3 separate regions of the Mus musculus genome follow, and all the other regions are linked to region 1. The links are chromatin contacts, called in public HiCAR-type and HiChIP or PLAC-seq maps. All regions are on one chromosome and are shown on one strand. Each heading gives the region's core, a stretch centred on a gene start, on an enhancer-like site or on the middle of the called end of the contact. The rest is flanking DNA. Distances are from core to core; before and after follow the strand shown.

Evidence for each region. HiCAR-type assays count read pairs that join an accessible place to other places. HiChIP or PLAC-seq counts read pairs in DNA pulled down with a chosen protein or histone mark.
Region 2: an H3K27ac HiChIP or PLAC-seq map of bone marrow-derived dendritic cells shows a contact between it and region 1, with 3 times the contacts expected there. The contact joins the promoter of Abcc1 here to the promoter of Bfar in region 1. A contact is called at or near these places in 4 of 115 datasets of contacts at active chromatin or transcription factors (bone marrow-derived dendritic cells, bone marrow-derived macrophages, extraembryonic endoderm stem cells and 1 more) and 2 of 9 other capture datasets (adipose tissue and liver).
Region 3: a contact with region 1 is called in a HiCAR-type map of neural stem cells, with 6 times the contacts expected there. The contact joins the enhancer-like site here to the promoter of Bfar in region 1. A contact is called at or near these places in 7 of 39 promoter capture datasets (the 3T3-L1 cell line, 3T3-L1-derived adipocytes, frontonasal cranial neural crest and 2 more), 3 of 484 Hi-C or Micro-C datasets (CD4 T cells, memory CD8 T cells and muscle stem cells), 10 of 115 datasets of contacts at active chromatin or transcription factors (astrocytes, bone marrow-derived macrophages, embryonic forebrain and 7 more) and 1 of 9 other capture datasets (adipose tissue).

Annotation. Positions count from the first base shown.
Region 1 is chr16:13,670,106-13,674,377 of GRCm38.p6, reverse strand. Bfar (bifunctional apoptosis regulator) reads right to left here and starts at 2,520. Exons shown (of 8, transcript NM_025976.5): 1 at 2,300-2,520.
Region 2 is chr16:14,359,042-14,363,313 of GRCm38.p6, reverse strand. Abcc1 (ATP-binding cassette, sub-family C (CFTR/MRP), member 1) reads right to left here and starts at 1,756. Exons shown (of 31, transcript NM_008576.3): 1 at 1,671-1,756. The coding sequence starts at 1,718.
Region 3 is chr16:13,146,540-13,150,811 of GRCm38.p6, reverse strand. Ercc4 (excision repair cross-complementing rodent repair deficiency, complementation group 4) reads right to left here. Exons shown (of 11, transcript NM_015769.2): 11 at 1-3,286. The coding sequence ends at 2,553. Among named protein-coding and RNA genes, the nearest start is that of Gm32596, 11 kb to the left of the region's middle. Within about 2 kb of position 2,446, at least 15 of the 459 cell types and tissues checked have an H3K27ac peak or open chromatin away from gene starts, as enhancers often do. A contact at or near this core is called in neural stem cells, where this site is marked.

The sequences.
Region 1 (4,272 bases), core at 1,271-3,770:
ATGTTGGGACACCATCATGTCTGGCTGTCAAGTGAACATTTTCACTTACAGCACAAACTTGAGGCAGAATGATCACGTTAAATCTTAGCTCAACAAACCATTAGCTGCTTGATCTAGGGTAGGTCATTTACCTTTCTTTGTATCCCTATAACAGTGGGGATAATAACCATATATCACAACTCACAGGAGTTCCTTCTATTACTAAGATTAGACTCTGTTCATAGACCACCTATAAATTTCTGCTCCTTGAGTGTTTTTTTTTTTTTTCTTCAAATGTTCCTCCTGAAATGACTAAGGTAATGCCATCCTGTTTTGAATGTATTTTGTCTTTCCCTTTTCCGCAACCCAATGTCTGCTTTGGATACCCATTTGAGGTTACATCTAAAATTATGCCCTGCCAGGAATGAAAGTTTACTCTGATCCTCATCTAACTTTGAGGTAAATTAAGGTCTTTGAGGTTTTTGTCTTTAAAAACTCTATCCCTGGGCAGAGGCAGCAAGGGATATTTTCAGAGGCATAAGGCCACTTATGGTCTTGTCATCAATTAAAAGGACTTAAAATTTTTTAACTGGCATAATCAGCATGGTTGTCAATAACTATCTTAAATGGATCATTACACTCCCATCTGTTAAGATTTCTGAGTCAAAAGTATCCACTCACAAGATCCAAACCGTCTTTGATGATTAATCCACTCCAAACCCAAGTTAACTGTGTAAGGTTTATCTGTGTGTTACCTAATCTGGACTATTTGGTAGAGTGTTTGCTGACTGGTTCTATCATCAGCAGTGTATAAACCGGGCATGGTGGCACACACCACTCAGGGAAATCTCTCTTTTGCATAAGTCCAGATTTCTAGACTCAGTTCAAGAGTTTCATTTTCTCCCTTCTCCATTTCCTGCTACTCAATTCAGAAAGCCAGAGAAATCAGAAGTCCAAGAATTATTCTTGGCCAGCCTGGATTACATAAAGCCTTTCTCAACAAATAAAACAAGCCAGGCATGGTGGCATTTAATCCCCACGGGCAGGTGGATTTCTGTGTATTCTCGGCCAGCCTAGTGTGAATTATTGGACAGTCAGGACTCCATAGAGAAACCCTGTCTCAAAATGCACCCCCCCCAATAAACAAACAAAGAACCAAAACCAAAGTTAAGTCTTCAGAGCGAGGCCAACCTGGGCTCCCAATCTGGTCACCCTTTGTTCTCCTCGAGCTTCATTACTTTCCATTTATCAAGCCATACTAATATTATCGCTAAAGGATTGTGGGATTAGATGTCAAACTTCGACCAGGTAAAAAGTTTGCTGACTGATAATAATAGCATTACTAACTGTCACATTTTACTGAATGCTGTTAACAGTGTGGTTAGCATTTATACTGCCAGAGAGAAAGGGGGAAAAGGGTGTGTGTGTGTGTGTGTGTGTGTGAACAGCCTGGACAGAGTACAGCTTTCCCATCAGGTTTATGGACGATATTCCCTGGCATATACCGTGCACTTTGGTCGGGACACATCCAGGCTGTTTATAAAAGAGCACTGACAAAAGTAAATAAAACTTCATCAGCACGTGCAGTCCGTACCTAAAGGTGAAAGGAAAACTCCTTCGCATTGGCCTCTCCTGGTGTGACGTTGGGGCCACTCCAAGGGCGGGCCAATGGGCTTCCGTGGGGAGGACCCAATGGCTCCCACTTTCTCTTCTCAACCAAAGTTAGGGGTTTGCCCCTTGCCCAGTTAAAGGTCCCCAGTTAGACACAGCGTCTCTCTTCTAAAACACACACACACACACACGCTCTCATCAGCACACGATTTTTGAGTCGTGTGTATGGGAATGAGAAGAGCTAAGTTCTAGGTCAGCCTCGGTGTCACTTTGGAGTCTGATGTTCCGTTATCCTCACTTCCCATTATGAAACCCTCTGCCTTGGGACAGGAAGGTGCCTCGGATTTAGCCGACGTGGCGGGCGCCCATAGCCCGCAAGTAAGTGGAAACAAGACCCATCTCTGTCACCACCCCAGGGTCGAGTGGCTCTGACCCAGACCCCGACGCGGGGGAGGACTAGAGACCTGCAGTGGCGTGGGTCTTCGCCTCGTAAGGGAAGGGGCTACGGTCCGCAGCCCTGCTGGGACGCGTCCAGGCCGGGGTGAGGAGGCCCCAGAGCCTGGACCCACCCCGCCAGCGCAGCTCCGGGAGCGGGTTCAGTCCCCGCCAGCGCAGCTCCGGGAGCGGGTTCAGTTCCGTCTCCCGCGCCGCACTCTCAAGCCAAGCGCCCTGCCGGACCATTACCACCCCACACCGTGCCGAAGCTCACCTCGCCACTAGTCCTGGTACCCACTCTGTCACCGCCACCTGCCAGGACCCCGCGGAAGTAGAGGACAAGGCTTCGCTTCCGGAAATAACCTGGGCCTAGGGGCCGACTACGATCAGCTCCCGCAACCATAGAGGAGAGACCTCTTTATGCTCTCAACCCCGTGCGACCTCCGGCTGCCTAGAGCGGCTGCTCTAGGGGCATGCGGGCGCATGCGCACCAACGCGACCCGCCCCTTCCTTTTCGTCCGAGCCAAGCACAGAAGTCACCGCCCCAGGTCTGGAGGTTCCAGCTGGATTGCGTTCCCGTATTTAGCTAGCTTTATTCAGCCATCAAAGTCTCCCACAGTGCCCGAATGCATCGTAATAGATCTTAACTTCACATTTATGAAGAAAACCACAGAAGCAGTCCTTAAAGTTTTATTTATAGAGTCGGAATTTGGGGTAAAATGGCGTTATCACATTTACTCCGCAGCTACCCACCTTGATCTAGATCTGTTGAGAACTCAATGGTACTATGTTTTCAATCTATGACGTTGTGAGACCATGCTTGGCAGGATGATCTTTGTGAGTTCGAAGCCAGTCTAGTCTACGGAGTGAATTCCAAGACAGTCAAAGCTACATAGTGAAACTTAACCAAAGAAAGAAAAAGTTCCTGTTTCTCAGTTCTGATTTAATAAACTGTTTGCAACCCCATTCACATGTACGTGCCCTCGTTCCTTCCCTTTCATTGTATCTTTATAAAAACGTGTTAATAGCCAACTCGGGTTTTGTTTGTTTGTTTGTTTGTTTGTTTGTTTTCGAGACAGGGTTTCTCTGTATAGCCCTGGCTGTCCTGGAACTCACTTTGTAGACCAGGCTGGCCTCAAACTCAGAAATCCACTTGCCTCTGCCTCCCAAGTGCTGGGATTAAAGGCATGCGCCACCAGACCCGGCAATAGCCAACTCTTTAAACAACTCTTTAAACTCTTATCTCCTATAAGCCAGCAGAGGCTGCTCTCTCAAAACCCGATTTAGGAGGAGACAGTCAGTTAGCCTAGGTGTACCCCCCAAATACAGCTTGCTTTAATTGGACAATCATTGATTTGATCTTTCAAAATTTTAACATCTCTACGTTGTTGGAGATGGGGCTGGGAATGAAGCTCAGTTGGTACACTGCTTGACTAACATACCAAGCTGTGCTGAGTTCGATCCCAGTAGCATATAAACGAACTGGGCTCGGTGGCACACCTGTAATCCCCAAACGAGGCAAGGAGTAGGCAAGAGGATTCGAAGTTGAAGGCTGTCAGGCATGGTAGCGCTTTAACCCCAGAATTCAGGAAGCAGAGGCAGGATCTCTGTGAGTTCGAAGCCAGCCTGGCCTACAAAGTGAGTCCTCTTAAGACTGCCAGGGCACTGTTGTACAGAGAAGCTCTGTCTTGAAAAAGAAAAAAAAGTTTAAGACTATGGAGACTTAGCTATGGAATGAGTTTGAGATCAGCCACCTCTAAAGGAATAAATGAGAGTGTTCTTTTCAAGTTGGTAAAGAGTAAAACTGATTTGTGCTAGCAGAATTTACTTTCTAGAGAGTGATCTAGTAAAGGTAGAAACCTTTTTTTCTTCATTGTGATAACAGATACATAACAGAATTTACCATTTAAGATTATTTTTCCTTATTAAGACACAGCCCTGGGCTGGTGAGATGGCTAAGAACACTGGGAGCTCTTCCAGAGGTCTTGAGTTCAATTCCCAGCAACCACATGGTGGCTCACAACCATCTGTAATGGGATCTGATGCCATCTTCAGGCAGCAGATACATATGCAGGAGAGCACACATATATTATAAATAAATAAATAAATAAATAAATAAATAAGACACAACCTTTGTAGAACAGGTTTAGTCCTGAATTCAAATGAACTCTCCAGATGGTTGGATTGCAGGTGTGTCCCACCATACTTCCCCTGTTTGTTTGTAGACAGGGTTTCTCTGTGTACCCC
Region 2 (4,272 bases), core at 507-3,006, 690 kb before region 1:
GAAGCTGCCTAAGGGGAAGGCCAGCCACCACTACTGCCAAACACAATCCATCCATCTTCATTTTCTGTGGCAAAAAGTTCCAAGAAGGAAAGAACACCAAGTCAGGCTTCTTGGGTAGGCTTTTTAGCATATTAGAAGCTAGAGAATACCTCCCAACATTTCCTAGTCATCACTGCGCAACAATAGGATACATCCAGATGTGAACTGGTGAGAGGCTTGAGGACCTCAGAACCCACACTGTGGAAAGAGAGTTCCACACAAGTCTGATGTGCGCATGTGCCATGGTATGCATACACTCAAACATACACACACACACAATATATGTATGTGTGTGTTATATATATGCAAAAATAAAATATGCAAACTGGTAGAAAATCTAATGTCTACTTCCCCTCCACCATAAGAGAAAAAAGAAATTCAGGAAATACTCCAGCACCCATGTTAGTGACCCAGATCCCCCTGAGTTCTTGCAAAATAACCTCGTTGTCTCTACACTTGGCACAAGGGTAGAGGACACACAGTGTTCCTGTGTGGCAAACAGGCACCTATCTCTTGCAGACTCCCGAATGTAAATCACAAGCTCTGTTTCCAGCTCTGGAGAAACCTCCAACCTCTTGGCTTTAAAATGAACCATTTATCCAAGTATGGTAAGTTTCTCAACCAAAATTGGCACCCTCCTCACCCAAAAGTCTCCCAGGGGGCCTTCAGGGGTCATCATTCCTAATGCAGTCTATCACGGAGGTACCACAAAACAGAACAAATACTTGTGGGCGCTAACCATCAGCTGCTAAGAAACAGGGATGTTTTTCTTGTTTCTCAAACAAAAAGAAAAGTCATTGTGTCCAGGGTTTCCTATTGTAGTCACTAATAATCAGGACAATGTGATGCAGGAGTGTTCTGGAATAACAGGCAAATCGCATTACAGGAACAGCATTACAGGAACACGAAATACACAAGCACTGGAGATTAGAGCAGTCAGCCAGGGAACCCAGCCTAGGATCATTTCACAAGAAAGCTACCTGGAGAGGGCCTGAAGTCCCCGGGACATCCCCAGAGCAGCGGAGTCTCTCTGACTCAGAGTAGAAGGCACTCTCCTGGTTACAGAGTCCAGGGCATTTTCCACTGCACCCCAAACCTACAAAAAGAGACAGAAAGGCCCTTCTCCCCTCTCTTGGCTTTTCCTTATTTCCTTAAAGTTCCCTGATAGCATTTAGGCAGAAAGGAGAGAGGATGAGAAAAAAAAACATGAAGCCAGAGTAAACGAGAGGTAAAACAAACAGTGGGGAACCCCAACACAAGCGATGGGAAGTCCCTTTCTAGAGTCTGGGCTCCTGCACGGTGCTCTATGATAGTGTGTGCGCGGTAAACGGAGATCCTACCCCCACAAAACACAGAAAATCCCCAATTTGCTGCCTCCAGATCTGGCGTCCCTTCCCGATGGCAGAACCCCAAAGCACAGAGGCACCTCCCCGCACACACCCAGCTCTCCCGGAACCCGGTCCCCAGAGTAAGAGAGCGGCGGCTACGCCGGGGCCCGGGTGGCGAATCCCCGCGTAAGCAGAGCAGGGCTCCGGCTAGGGGAGCAGCTGGGTCCGCGCGTCCCAGCGTCCCCCCACGTCCTCCGAGTCCCCGGTCGCCCCCGCGCCGTCCCCCGCGGCCCACCACCTTACCCAGAGTGGATCGGAGCCATCAGCGCTGCAGAAGCTGCGCAGCGCCATGCGGGCGGCCGGCTGAGCGAGGAGGCGCAGCGCCGCGCGGTTGGCCCGCGTCACCGGGATGCAGCCCCGCCCCACCCCGCCCCGCCCCGCGCGTGGGAGCGAGCACGGCCACGAGTTGCCCTGGCCTGGGCCTGCAGGCCTCGTCTGCAGCTCCCACTCACTGGCGGCTCCTAAAGCCGACACGGCCCGGAAGAACCCCGCACTGGGCCCTCCACACCTGGGCTTCATCCCAGGTGACCCTAACTGTACCGCTGGCCCCCCGCTGCGGGAGAACGCTCGGTGCTTGCGTGATTTTAGGGCTTTTTCCTTCAGTTGCACCTGGAGGGATATGGATGTGAGCTCCCAAGAAAGGAAAGAGAACAGATAAGGAAACTGAGGCTCAGAAAGGTGAGGAAATTCGCTCAGAGTCCCTCAACGAGTAGAAGTGTAGTTCGTTTGAATCAGGAGCCCTATGAATCCATTCTAAACACTGAGATCTCCATCCTGAACACCAGTTTGCCACCCCTCCTCCATGGTCTGCAAAGCACCCTGGGAATTTCTCCCATTCTGAGTGCAGCCAGGAAATAACTCATTTCCTTATTACTTGGTATGAGGAATTTGGGGACAGGGTTTCATATAATAACTAAATCTGGCCTCTAAAGCACTATGTAGTAGAGGATGAATGACCCTGAACTTGTGAGCCCCTCTGCCTCCATTTTTTTTTTTTTTTTTTTTAAGACAGACTGAAGTTTCTCTATGAAGCCCCTGGCTGTCCTGGAACTCAATTTGTAAACCAGGCTGGCCTCGAACTCAGAGATCTGCCTGCCTCTGTCTCCCAAGCTCTGGGATTAAAGGTGTGCATCACCTTTCCTCCACTTCTTATTACCCCAGCCACCTGGGGCGCTGACAACAAAACCCAGGCTTCCTCCTAGGTTTTGTTGTCAGCAGGAACCACTCCACCAGCTGAGCTATGTATACCCCTGAAAAAATATTTTAATTTAAAAAGTAATAAAGAAAATGAGTAAGATAAACAATTTTTGAAGGTCAACCACAAGTCAGGTCCCCCTCAGTATGAATAAGAGTTTGGTGGTGGTGGTGGTGGTGGTGGTGGTGGTGGTGGAGGTGGTGGTTGTAGTAACAGCATTTACTTCTATGTGTGTATGTGTGTGGGTGTGTATATAAACTTGTGCTTGTGGAGGTCAGGACAGCCTGGGAGAGTTGTTTTTTGTGGAACTTTGTGGATTCCAGGGAGCTAACTCAAGTCATCAGGCTTGGCAGGAAGTTTCTTTACCTCTGTGAATAAGTTTTTTAAAGATAATTACTTTCAGGTAACAATTCTCAATGCACTGTTACCCATATTTATTGAGCATCTGCTGTATAGCAGGAGTCTTGCTAGGCTCTAGCAAGCTAGCAGCTGGAATATGCTCAGATCTGACAGACGGGAAAGTGGAGCTGTATTTTCATGTGTTTTAGTGATAAGGCAACAGATCTTAATGACATGCTTTCATAATCGGAAAGTGTATTTGAAACTGTTGCAAGATCCAGGAAGGGGATAAAGAGGATCAAGGGGGCCAGGCCTGCTCAGGTAAAAGTCTAGAAGGCTTTCTGAAAGAAAGCTTTTGAGCTAAACACAAGCATGGTTGGGATTCCAGCCTGGGCTGGGCTGTGTCTTGAGCTGAGGAAAGCAGCCTATAAGAAAACTATGAAGCAGCCAAGACTGGTGGTGAACGCCCACGATCTCAGTACTTGGGAGGCTGAAGGAGGATCTTGAGTTCGAGGCCAACCAGGACTGCATGAGACCCTGACACAAAACGTAGAACAGAGCAGTTCTGGTGACAAAGCTTAGCTGGGTAAGTACTACTGCACAAACCTGAGAACCTGGAGTCTGGACTCCAGCATCCATGTCAGAAAACGCCCATGTGTCAGGGCACATCTGTAATGTGGTCCTGGGGAGATGGAGACAGGCAGATTCCTAGAACTCAACAGCCAGTCAGCCTAGCCCAGTTGTGAAGTCTAAATTCAGTGAGAGATGCTGTCTCAACAAATAAATCAGAGACAGCCAGTGAGATGGCTTATCCAGCAAAGGTGCTTGCATGCAGCTCTGACAACCTGGTCTCCCAAGCCCACAAGGTAGCAAGAGAGGATCGACTCCTGAGGCTCTTCTTTGACCATCACTAGTGCTCCAGAGCACATCTGCACCTGCACTCACACATATACACAAAATAAATTTCATTTCATTTGAAAATTAAGGGGAAAGGTTGGGCAGGGCTCCACACACCTTTAACCCTAGCACGGAGAAGGCAGAGGCAGGTGGCATGAGTGAGAGACACTCAAAAGAAGCAAAAGCAGGGATATTACACAGACAGGCATAAGCTTGAGCGAAAGGGGACGGAGCCAGAGTCCATAGATAGTGAACAGGTGACAGAGTGTAACACTTCTGTCCAGTGGGATGGCCTGCATTTCACACAGGAAATTCTGCCCTAGAACTGCATGGATAAACTGAGGGTGTTGTGGTGTAGGAGACCCAGACATCCTCCTGCCTCAACCTCTGAGGGGCTGGGACTATCAGTGTGAA
Region 3 (4,272 bases), core at 1,197-3,696, 520 kb after region 1:
GGCTAACTTGGAACTCACTATATAGAGCAGGCTAGCCTTAAAGTCACAGAGATCCACCTGCCTCTGTCTCCCTAGAGCTGGGATTAGTTAGGGCTGTGGGCTACCAGGTTTGCCTTGATGGCTACTATTAAGGAGGCTATCACCTCATATAGTTCTAAGAACACCAAGAGAGGTGCTTAAGCAAGGATAGTTTCTTTTTTTTCTTTTTTCTTTTTTTTTCTCTTGAGACAGGGTTTCTCTGTGTAGCCCTGGCTGTTCTTGAACTCTGTAGACCAGGCTGGCCTCGAACTCAGAAATCCACCTGCCTCTGCCTCCCAAGTGCTGGGATTAAAGGCATGTGCCACCACTGCCCGAATCAAGGATCATTTCTTATCAAGGCTCTATGTAAGCAGCCGGGAACCACAGTGCAGACCTAGCTTTTAAAAGCTACCTGGGAGCTCATCAGTATCTATAATTTTGAACAACAACAACAACATCAAAGGTAGCAAAATGCTGCTGGGAAACAAAGTCAGATTCTAAAAATGTGTAAAAAAAAAAAAAAGTATCAGAAAACCAAACAACGGATGGATGTGCGGGAAGCCTTCCACCTCTGGCAACGTGTGAGCCTGTCAGCAGAGGAGGGAGTGAGGCAACAGAAGCCCAGCCATGGGTGTCACAGTGAACAGCCGACTCGAGCTGACAGACACGGGAAGCCCGGGGTTACAGATTGCTGCACTAGGTAACAAGGACTGTTTAAAACAATGTCTAGAAGAGCTTTGAAATTTTAACTTTGAACGAAACACCCACCATAGCATGTGCTATGTTAAGATTTTTGTTTTATGGAACAAAACAACAGAAAAGGGAGGCAGAGTTACATGGAGGAGGGGGACTGTTACCGTAAGTAGAAGTGGATGTCTGTGTTCACGAGTTGGGAATGACCACACTGCCCAGTGCGACTCACCAGGCAGTTCTGTCATGGTCCAGAAGGCAAATGCATTTTTAACCCTGGGTGGAAACAAGTAGCTTAGATTCCTTTCCACTGTAAGCTTACTGCTTCATCCTTTCCATTCTCTACCCCTCTCCATCATAAGCTTACTGCTTCATCCTTCCCGTTTTCCATGCCTCCAATAATCGACTATGCCTTGACAGCCCTTGACATTCGTTCCTGAAGGGCTCTGGACAGGATGCTCAGGGGATGTCCTCTTGCATCCTTGGGTTTAACTAACCAAGGACTGGAAATAGAGGAACAACTGATCTCTTCTAAACACGCAGGCTCCGGAGCACAGGGAACCAGCTGTTACCACCTGTCCCGACGCAGTTGCTGTGAGCTTGAAGTTGCTGTGGTTTGAAGTTCACAGGGGGAGGCAGAGGCTATAAGCAAACACCACTGAAGGCCTGCAGCCTGCACAGAATGTACCATCAGAGAGGGTCCTGGAACTATGGATACTGAGGGACAACTATATTGTTAAGTATCAAGAATCATGATGCCAACATATAAGGTTCAGCTCAGAGTGCTTTTGTTAAAGTTGGAGGAGACAGTATTTTTGTTACAAGGTCCACTTTTTTATCAGTTCAGCCAAAGACGGCTGACACGGATGGAATACTCAACCATGTGGCAAGCTAGAATTCACGTGGCATTAGTTCTTGAGGTAGAAACTTTACTGCTTGTCCCTGAACACATAAACAGCTAACGCTTAAGTATCACAGTTTGCAAACATCATGAAGATGCGATGAATCCCATTTTAACACAGAACATCCTGTCTCAATCAATCATGAGATTGGTTTGTGGGCCTTTAAACACCTATGTATTTCTTTTGAATCCTTATGTGTTCTCTGAGCTGATTTACCCATTTATTCACAACCCTATACTAAGAAGGAGAGAAATCTACATCTAGAAGCACCTGGCCCACCTTTGCTCACATCCAGTCCTCACCCAGGAAAGGAGAAGCAGTCAGGACAGGACCACGGGCAGGGCAGAGATGCCCTGTGTGCTTCTGGTATGGCACTGGCATCTAACACCAGTGAAGTGGGGGACACTTAGACTTGTCATTTGGGCTTAGAGTAGGAATTTGGAGCTCAAACACTGAGAAACCAAGAATTCTGAGGAGCCCTTTATTACCTCATCCAATCTTGTCCGTAAGCAATTAATTCTGTGAAAAACACAACCGAGTCACAGTACACGTTACATATACCTGGTGACCAGGAGGCTAGAGGGCTAGCTTGTCTCTGTGTGGGTGGGGAAGAAGCAACAGCAGTCCTGTCTCAGGCCTACCAAGCCCTGTGCAGCCAGTGTTAGGACCATGGTGCAGTGCTTTTACCAGCCTGAAAAGTAAACATAGTCTGTGTTTACTTCAAGGGGCAAGATCTCACCACACCTTATTGAAAATGGATCAGTGCAGGCCTGGCACAGACAGAGCACAGAGGGGTGAGAGCCAGCAAGGGAAGACAGGCCCACACCTCAGTACAGAGCCCAGGGGGAAGTTCTGGCTCTGGACCAATGCCCTGGGGGACATTCCTGGGGGGAAAGAATGAATTGCTATGCAAATGATCAATAAATAGCCATGTGAGAACAGTCACTTTCTCACTCTGCCTTTGGACACCAAGTCTGCATAGGCAGTGTGCAGGAAGTCGTGCAGCTGCTTGGCATTTCCCGAGTGCCCCAGGATGGTTGTGAGTCGTTCCAGGGACAGGGTGGCCAGCTCTGCGATGTTCTTCACTTGGTTCATCAGGGAGCGACAGTTCTTGGCGTTGACCCCAGGCATCTTCAGCACAAAGTCTTGGGGGCCGGGGTTATATCTGTCCGACTCAGGCAGTGTCTCTGAGTCTGCGGTGATGGCCATGGCTGTGGCCGCATCAGGCTGTGGCTTGTTCTGCTTCAGCTCCTCAAACAGCTCGGCTGTGGCGTGGGGTGAGGGGCACCAGAGCAGCCGCAAACGCGGGAAGTGCAAGGTGAGGAGCGTAAGCTTGGAGCTCACATCGCTGCTGCTCATCTCCTGGAAGAAGGCACCTCGTGGCGCCAGGGAGAAGGGCTTGCTCGGGTCAAACTCAATGAGCAGCACAGGCCTCCGGTAGTAGCGAGACATGGCTAGGCACTGGCTGTACAGGCGGCCACTGTGCAGCGAGCCAATGAGGTCGCTCACACTTTTGCGCTCCACACACAGCTCAGGTGTCAGGATGTAATCACCCACCTCCAGAGTCACTGGCTCTATGTCAATACCCCGCCGATGGATCAGAGATGGGAGCTCGCTCCGAAACTCACGCATGTCCACCACGATGCTGGACTGGGTGCCATTCTGCTCCTGGCCACCTACGAAAAGGGGAATTTAGGTCGGGTCACAGGGAAGAGTACTTAGAGACGACTTTGTATAGGTTTAAATGTTTCTGTTGTTAAACTCGGATGAATAGCTATAACACTTTCTATCATTCTAAAAATAGAATTTATAGAGAAAGCAGAGGTAGTTTCCCCCAAATTAAATGGAGTCAATAGGAAAGTTAACTGCTTATAGTTTATGACTTTTAATGGCACACAAACACCTTCTCTCTGGTTCCTCTCTGCCCCCTTATGGAGACTATGTATGTATGTGCTGGGCCTTATATGCAATAAGGCCCTATGTGCAATAAGGGCCAAGAAGACTGCCTTCTGAGCTGCTGCCGTTAACTTTTGGGTCTAGAGATGGGAAAGGGAAGACACTGAGAGCAGCTTCTTACACACTGGTGTGCACACCTGGGGCTATGCTAGCAAGCAGATTCTGAACACGGCAGATGTGGGATCAAAGGCTCAAAAAACTGCATTTTCAACAAACTCCAGGGATGTTAATGCTGTTGCTTTAAGAACAACCTCATTTGGGTATGTGTGTTACCTGTGTGTATATATGTGAGCATGTGTAAGTGAGTTTGTGTGTGTGGCATGTGTGTATGTGTGTAGCTACGTTGAGCCCATATGTGGAGGCCAGAGGAAGGTAGTGACATAAGTCACAGCTGAATGGACTGCTGGGAGGTAGGGCCATCAGAGGAGGCAGATCACTGGGGCAGGCCACCGAGAGGTGTCCTGCACGTACCCTGACGTTTGTCTGTTTGCTGCCACAAATCAACCGCTTTCATGCCCACAACCTTCCCCTACAGTGTTCTGACCCATCACAGGCCTGGGAGCAACGAGGCTGGCTGGGTATGGACTGAGACCTTTTGAGATAGGTCCAATTACCCCCTGCCTTAAGTTGTTTCACGAGCCACAGAGAACTGACAAAGTGACCTGAAAAGGGAGAGGCAGCAGGGTCAGAGAAGACACCAGCATGG